Regions from separate parts of the Gossypium hirsutum genome. Here region 2 is linked to region 1. A link is a contact called in public Hi-C data. All regions are on one chromosome and are shown on one strand. Each heading gives the region's core, a stretch centred on a gene start, on an enhancer-like site or on the middle of the called end of the contact. The rest is flanking DNA. Distances are from core to core; before and after follow the strand shown. Region 1 holds the start of LOC107916763 (pto-interacting protein 1). Region 2 holds the start of LOC107947132 (glycerate dehydrogenase).

Region 1 (4,337 bases), core at 751-3,250:
TGTTAATTAGTCAAATTATCATTAATTTATGCATTGCAAATATTGATCCCTTCAGAGTAAAAGCAATATTAGATTGGATTGACATATGTGATATCGGCATTTTGGATTTTTTACAAACATTATCAATTTTTTCAAATTGCTTTTGTTTGTTTATTTATTTATTTATTTTTTTAAAGTTAAGGACTGCCCAAATACTACTCACCTTTATAAACTCACTTTTATGTTTTTTTTATCCAAAATATAATTACTTTTTAAAAGAATCTTTTTCACCTTTACACCACGAATTTGGATATAAAATCTTTTCAAACCGACCGTTGGTAAAGCAGATTTGTAGACGCATGAAGTGGTAAGATAATGTAGACGTGGAATATTGTAGGGGGTTAGCCGGTGGATCCACACGTGTGATTGAAATGACAGCTGAACTATTAAAAATTTTGGAGGAGGAAAACGCCAAATGGTATTTTCGAAATCTGACCAAGCAATCAAAAATATGAAGTTTTGGGCAACCATATATACTTTATAAATAAAAAATATGAAAGTAATATTCCAACAAAATAAATTAAATAAAATTTGTTTAATATGCTTATGTACAAAGTGGTTGCCACTACTTTTTCAATTTTTATGTCATCATTGAATCTTTTTAATTTCCAATTTACATTTTAACAAATTCAAATTTTAAATAAATTTTTAATTTCTAAATAATAATTTTCTTCATATTAGTTTCTTTTTGACAATTTGAAAAAGAATATATTAAATTGGGTTGTAAATATGCTTAGGTGCACCAAAAAGATAATTAAAAAAGGTATATAGATTAGGTTTGGGTCATGCATAAGTGCCAAGAAAATGAAGACTTAAATGGAGAAAACAACATGTGATTTCACTTCATCTCACCATACTTGTATTTATCACGTTTAAGATGTGAGTGGCCTTACCTTAATTACAAAAATAGTAAGATTCAAATCAACATGTTTTACCACCATACCTTTTTTATTTTCTATTTACTATTATAACCTTTAAATAATAAAATAGCTTAATATTAGGATATTTTAAAAAAAATAAAAAAATATATTTGGTAATAATAATAAAGGAGAACCAAATCTGTAATTTACTTCTCTAAATAGCCCGTATAACATGCTAAATATTATAAAAAAACAAATTATTTACTTAATTGTTTAAAATCATTTATCAAAATTGAATAATATTTTAATAAATTTAACATAAAATTTAGAATACCCAACCTCAAATTCACATCACATCATTGGGATGGGTCAAAAAATCACTTTGATAAAAAAATAATTATTTTCAAAATATTTTATCTTAAAAATCCCTATAAATGTAATAAATAAAATGATGAATAATCTTCAACGAACTTGATGATTGCAATTGTCTATAAAAAAGTTGATAAAACCACGTGTATTTGATGAAAATTAAACTGCACCAAATCTCATGTCTATATTAATGTAAGAAACACAAAAAATGAAAATTAATTTCTTGAAATTAAGAAAAACATTTTAATTAAAGATGAATAAATATATGGAAGAGATGATAAGATATATTTTTGACCAAAGCATGATGAGATTGTAATCAAACAGAAATTAAACTAAAATAGGAATTTGACCCAGAATCTACTATAATTTTCAAATTTAATCTTCCTTGCTTTAAGCTAACAATCAAAAAATTACCCCTTTGTAATACTAAAAACTTTTAATTTTTTTTTATCTTTATAAGGAAAATAGAAAAACACGAGTCAAGAGGATAAGCCAGAGCCCAATAGGGGTCCTACTCCTCAACCCGCAATAGCCGGTAAAAGCTTCGCTTCTGTCACTTCATTTCTCCCACAAAACGACCAGAGACCATGGGTTTCGCGCGAAATTTGCCGGTTCTTTAAACGAACTTAATTTTTTTAATTAATTAATTACTTTTATAAACAAAAATGGAGTCCCTATTTTTCCTCTTTTAATTCAGCACTGAAATTCGTTGCCCACTCTTCGCGGGAATTCCTTTTTTTTTTTTTTTACTTTGCCGACACTTTTATCTCAAGGGTTTCTTCACTCATGAACCATTTCCTAAATTTTTTTTAAATAAAAATAAAAAAATTATTTAAAAAATAAAGTAGATTGAATATCTTTGTCATCACCCCAACATTTTTTTTAAATTTTTTATTGCTCAATAATTTATATACACAAAAGTGTATTGAAACTGGTTGTAGCAGGTAGAGGGGGTGATGTTCTTTGGCGGCAATATAATTTTACAAAAAAAAAACCCGTTTTGGATTAAAAAAAAACGTATACGTACAAAATTGGCGCACTGAATTCAATTGTCTTCTTCTGTTTATCTTTTTTCTTAAATTCAAAGATTTTGGTAGATTTGTTTAGTCTATAAACAATCTGGGTTTCTTTTTTTTTTCTTTGAGTTTGGGTTTTCAAATCCAAATATGGTAATGGGGTTTCATTTATGATCACTAAGGGTTAAGTGCCTAGTGTTGTTGGGGTATTTTTAGATTTCTTTTTATGAACTCGAATGAAGATGGTGATGGTGGTTTCTATATGGAAGGACTAAATTGAATATTTCAGAAAGCTGGTAAGGTTCTAGATTTTCAGAAAACATGCCTTCTGATAAGAAGAAAAATGTATTGGTTGGGATTCGATTAGATAGTGAAAGCAGGGATTTGCTTAGTTGGGCTCTTGTAAAAGTTGCTGAACCTGGTGATTGTGTTGTAGCAATTCATGTTACCCGGAATTCAGGTAAGGCATTTTTGATTTCTTGACAGCGAACTTTGATGTTTTGTACCATGGTTTTTTTTGTGTATTCTAATCTGAAATTTCGATGTAGATCATGCTTTGGGACAGAAATTGTTATTAGAGGGTTATTTAGAAGCATATGAAGGCCTGTGTTCTATAAAGAAGGTTGCTTTCATTACCAATAGTTCTGGCATTTATGAATTTTCACTTACCATGAATGAAAAAATTGATATTGATCATTATACATGGCTTGCAGGTTGATCTTAAAGGCCAGATTTATAAAGGAAATTCGATACGAAAGGTTTTAATTCGAGAAGCAATAAACTATGGTGCTGTAGCTCTAGTTGTGGGTATAGACAAGAGGAGTCCTCTTGGGTAAGTCAGCAGTTAACAGACTCAAAATCATTTTGGCTGTTCAAAATTGGTGTGATTCTTTGTCTGATTACTCAAAAAACAGACATCATTTTCAGGGGTTGGACTTCCACGGCTAGATACTGCACGAAGCGGCTGCCAACAACCACCAATGTTGTGGCCATCAACAAGGGAAAAATTGTTTTCGAAAGGTCCAACAAGAATGAACTATCAGGTTTGGTTCTACCTATCCTAGGAATAATAGAGAACTGGTTTCTGTTTTCTACTATGGTCTTTAGAAGTAATAGATGATGTATATGGGATTATGTCAGGTCTTAAAGGTGATCCAAGACTGAGTCTTTGTCTGACCGAAAACCTTGGTATCAAAGAATGCCAATCAGAATATGGTGATTCTGAAGTAGGGTCTGAGATATCCAGTTTTGAAGGGATTCAAAGCTCCAAAGACGGATCAAGAACCAGTAGTGAAGATTCGAAGATTGAAATATTGAGTGTTATTCATGAAGGGAAGAGAATCCCTTCGTGGTCCATTTCTCTTTTTGCAGGAGATAATATGGACTATAAGCCTGGTTGGCCCCTCCTCCTGAGGGCTAGTTCAGCAACACCACAAGCGAAGCATGCCAGGAGCATGTCGGTCGTGAAATGGGTAATGAACTTACCAAGTCGGTCTCTGCATGATCATTCTCCTCGAGGTTCAACAATCAAGGAAATAGAGCTGAATCAACTTGGAGATGACAATGATGGGAATGAGACCAATTCATCAATGCAATATGAGTTGCAAAAATGCTTGGAGGTGCTCCTGAATACAAATTCATCGGATTGCAGATGGTTTTGTTATGGAATTCTAAAAGCTGCAACTGATCAATTCTCCACAGGTTTTCATCCCAAACGTGCCTTGCAACCAGTGATGTATTCGTTATTACTTTATGTGTTTTTCTTTTATATACTTTTCCAAGATTCTGTTTCATAGCAGAGAACTTGATTGGGAAAGGAGGGAGCAACCGTGTCTATAAAGGGATCCTTCCGGATAACAAAGCAGTGGCTGTGAAGATTCTGGAGTCATCAAAAGAGGCATGCAAGGATTTCGCAAATGAAATCGAAATAATCTCCTCACTGAAGCATAAACACATCATGCCTCTAATAGGTATCTGCATTAAAGATCATGATCTTATATCCGTCTATGATTTCTCATCCAAGGGAAGCTTAGAAGAAATTCTGCATGGTACA
Region 2 (4,313 bases), core at 1,271-3,770, 260 kb after region 1:
ATGTACAAAAAACAGGATTCACATTGCAACGTCATATAATGGTCATCCCGACAAGAAAAAGCTTGTAATGTCACATTGAGACGAGGATTCCCGTCATCTCAACAAGGCTGAAATAGTGAGTGACATTGTGACGTCGAACGGACTGACATCGTGACACGACAAACTATTTTGGTGGCGTCATGAAAAGGAACTCCCTCACGCCACGACGTTGTTCTGAACTTTTGAAATCTTTTTAGTTTGGTCCTTATTCGATATCGAGTCAACTTTTGAGCTTACAAAAGCTCGTATAAAGCTCGAGGAAAAGTTTAATTTGTACTAAATGACTTATATGATGGTAGTTAATGATTTTTGGATTCAAATTATTCATTAAATGTCTATAATTGTTCTATTTTGCATTGTAGCATTCTGTAGCTCAATCCCAGCAATAGGGACAGGCAAGGGGTGTTACAACAACTGTCCTACGTCTATGAAGCATTACCTAATGAATGATATTCAACAATCATCTGGATCACCTATTGGCATTTACCCTTACACAAAAAAGTAATTGCAGCCCTAATATCGACCCCAATTGTCACAGATCACTCACCCAAATACCTAACAATATAATCAATAAACTCATCAAATAATATCTAAAAGAGTGTCACGAAATTACCACAAGAAAACACAATAAAGTTGCCGAAAAAGACACTCCAAAATTGCTCTTGATGTATGACACAAAACAATCTATTTATAAGCCTCTTCAAGTAGTCAATCAACAGTGTTTTGATAGGCTTTAAACCCAAGCTTAAATTGCTTAAAATATTGGTTGGAAAATTTGGTCTCATTTTTTTATACCATCTCCCTTAACTTTACTTGCAATCACCTGCAAAGGAGTTTCAAATTTACTAACATGAATTACAAACCTTTGCCATTGTTTTCTCAAGGTTAAGTTATAACCCCTGTAGCTTTCAAAAGTAAACTAGAAACCTCTAAAAAAAACTTGTTTTAAAGTGTAATAAAAAAGGCCTCTCCAAAATAAAGGTATGGTGTTTACAAAGTTTAAGCACAAGATAACCTTAAAACTTGTAAAAGATTTTCAATAAAAAACAAATATATGTGTACAAGAAAAGATAAAAAAAAATAAAGCTCTTTTATAATTACTTGTTAATTTACTTCATATGTTGCTTGGATATGCATCTCTTGTCCTTGAAGTATTGTTGATACATATTTATATTAAAGAAGTAAATTTTAACCATTTAGAGTTGTTGGAGGTGAAAAACTTGTATTTGGCAAGTGCAAAAAAATGTTTGTTAGACAAAAGGGACACAGCCTTTAGATTGGAGATCAATCAGAAGTTCAATGATTGGTGATCAATCAGAAGTTCAATCCTCTATGGGGGTAGATATTTGGTTAAAATCCATGAAATACAAATTTAAAAAGAAAATCAAAAAAATGGATTTTGATCCACTCAAAAACGTTAGAAACTTATTGTACTATTTTACGCAAGTGCTTTTAAGATTTTGAAAGCTTGAAAATATTTTATGAGATTTTCAATTAATTTTCATAGAATTATTTGGAATTTTATTCTTAAATGTTGTTATATTAAAATATTACAAAATCAAAGTTAATGATTTGGAATCAAAAATAAAAGAATTCTTAAATGTTGTTATATCAAAATGTTACAAAGTCAAAGTTAATGATTTGGAATTGAAAATAAAAGAAAGAAAAAAGTGAAAAAAGAGAAGGAAAAAAAAAAGGAGAGAGAGAGAGGCATCAAGGCAAAAGATAGGCAATGAAAGTGGGTGGTGAGCAGCAATCAGATCGAAAGCAAGCCTTACTACCACAACTATTAGAATTAGATCGAATTAGTTTATCGGATCGATTGAACCGATATCAACTAGTAGAACTAATTTAATCGGCGTCAAATATTTTTTTTATTTTTTTAAATAATTTATTTAATTAAATTGGATGAACCATTAGACTCGAGAATTGATGATCTAACCGATTTAATCATCAATCCAAATCTGAAAATCTTAATTATAGCCAAATTTTGTTAATGTTTCAGCATTAATTTTAGAGAAAAATATAGAAGATTCTTTTAACAATTATAGTCATTAAGAAATTTTTAAAGAGATAAAATTATTAGAAATTGAGTAAAAGTTTAAATGTATAAATGAATAAAATTATTAAATTGAGTAAAAGTTTAAATGTATAAATGAACATTTCAATCGTAAAATAAATTTAAATATTCAAATTATTTCAGCCAAAATAAAAAATAAATTTTTATATCAAATTTCCAGAAAAAAAATCTAAAATTATTAAAAATAACACCAAAATACATTGAAATCCAACGAAGTTTCTTAGATTCATTCTAGTATCTTTTGTCATCTCAAATTTTGTCCACTAAATTAAAGGATATTTCCGTAATTTGAAAAAAAGGATAAATGCTTCTCTTACGTGTCATCTATGAACAAAAGACATGTCATCAGTTAACTTATACCACAAAACCCAAGCATCATCCCAGACTCACCACAGCCCTCAACCCTCTCCATCCCTCTATCCAAATGGGTCAAAATCACATGTTCTACGGAACAGACACTGCTATCCTATTCCTCATCATTCTCAACCAACATCAACCATATACAATGATTTTATCAAAATTTTCAATTTTAATATTCGATAATCATAAGGTCAAAACTTTACTAAAAAGCACATCGAACTACTTACAACTCGAGTCTTTGGTAGCGATATTACAGACCGCTGTAAAGCAGTGTTCTTTACCACACCAAAGCATTGCTATAAAAAGCAAGAAACAGAGTAACTGAATTTTAAAAAGCTCAGTTTTCTGCTCTGTTTTTCAGTGACAAGTTTCAATGGCAAAACCAGTTTCAATTGAAGTGTGGAACCCAAATGGGAAATACAGAGTTATTAGCACCAAACCTATGCCTGGAACTCGATGGATCAACCTCTTAATCGAGCAAGATTGCCGTGTCGAAGTAAATTATATGTTTTTTTTCACTTCTCTAAACCCTCTGTTTTCGTTCTCCTCTTCTTCTATTAGATCCCAGTTTTTAAAGAATTTTTTTTTTTCATCATCCTGTTCAGATATGTACTGAGAAGAAAACAATTTTGTCCGTTGAGGATATCATTTCTTTGATTGGCAATAAGTGCGATGGGGTGATTGGACAGGTGATTTTCTTCTTGGGATTATTTGTTTCAGTTAGAAAATAAAAATATGAGTTCTTTTTGTTTCCCTTTTTTTTTGTGAGTTTTTTATGTTATGAATTTGTGTTACAGTTGACTGAAGACTGGGGGGAGACTTTATTTGCAGCTTTAAGCAGAGCAGGAGGCAAAGCATTTAGTAACATGGCTGTTGGTTACAACAATGTTGATGTTAATGCTGCCAACAAGTATGGTGTTGCTGTTGGTAACACTCCTGTAAGTTTCACTTTCCCACTTAGTTGCAAATAGTTTTACCCTCTAACCTTTGAAGCTTTTTAATAGGGTAGTTTAATCATATTTGGGTATGTTTCCATAACATGGATAAGTGCCAAGCTCCATGTGTTCGATTATATGTCTTCTACAATGGATTGTAATGATAAAACAATAAATAAACTTGCAAAGATTTGAGTAGTGATAAAATGGTTCGATGTTGGTTCAGTAATTTTGGGGTAGAAACAGTAGAGCTAATGTTGGTGATAATTTGGTGTAGGGTGTACTCACAGAAACAACGGCAGAGCTAGCGGCTTCTCTTTCTTTGGCAGCTGCTAGAAGAATTGTTGAAGCAGATGAGTTCATGAGGGCTGGCTTATATGATGGATGGCTCCCTCATCTGTATGTCCACGAAATATTACTTATATTTCATTTTTTGTTTATGTCGATGATAAACTCGAAAACTCACTTACATCATGCTTGTACAATTCCACTTGTCTCTCTTACAGGTTTGTGGGAAACTTGCTTAAAGGACAAACAGTTGGTGTAATTGGAGCTGGTCGTATTGGATCTGCATACGCCAGAATGATGGTAATCTCTTACTAGCTAATTTATTCGACATTGTTTGAGGACACTTGATCATAGTAACCTTGAATATAAATAGAAATTGTCTGGGTTGGTGAGGTTTTTGAAGTAGATTTTAAAGTTGTGTAAAATCCTGGCTCCTGAGATATGAAACATACCATATAATATTGCTGCAAAGAGCATATTTTCCAAGGCTTATTCTACTTTTGGTCCTACTTTGCTGCATTAATGGGAGTCATTTCGTTTTCCTATCTTATAACAGGTTGAAGGGTTCAAAATGAACTTAATTTACTATGATCTTTACCAATCAACACGGC

The links. Hi-C and Micro-C count contacts between places; a contact is called where the count stands out from the background.
Region 2: a contact with region 1 is called in a Hi-C map of leaf, with 2.4 times the contacts expected there. The contact joins the promoter of LOC107947132 here to the promoter of LOC107916763 in region 1. A contact is called at or near these places in 5 of 34 Hi-C or Micro-C datasets (leaf, petal and seedling).

Annotation. Positions count from the first base shown.
Region 1 is chrA01:107,059,715-107,064,051 of Gossypium_hirsutum_v2.1, forward strand. It overlaps LOC107916763 (pto-interacting protein 1), which reads left to right and starts at 2,001. Exons shown (of 10, transcript XM_016846132.2): 1 at 2,001-2,744; 2 at 2,833-2,906; 3 at 2,998-3,116; 4 at 3,212-3,327; 5 at 3,425-3,985; 6 at 4,084-4,332. The coding sequence starts at 2,606.
Region 2 is chrA01:107,316,389-107,320,701 of Gossypium_hirsutum_v2.1, forward strand. It overlaps LOC107947132 (glycerate dehydrogenase), which reads left to right and starts at 2,521. Exons shown (of 13, transcript XM_041112461.1): 1 at 2,521-2,975; 2 at 3,085-3,168; 3 at 3,277-3,417; 4 at 3,692-3,813; 5 at 3,921-4,002; 6 at 4,259-4,313. The coding sequence starts at 2,853.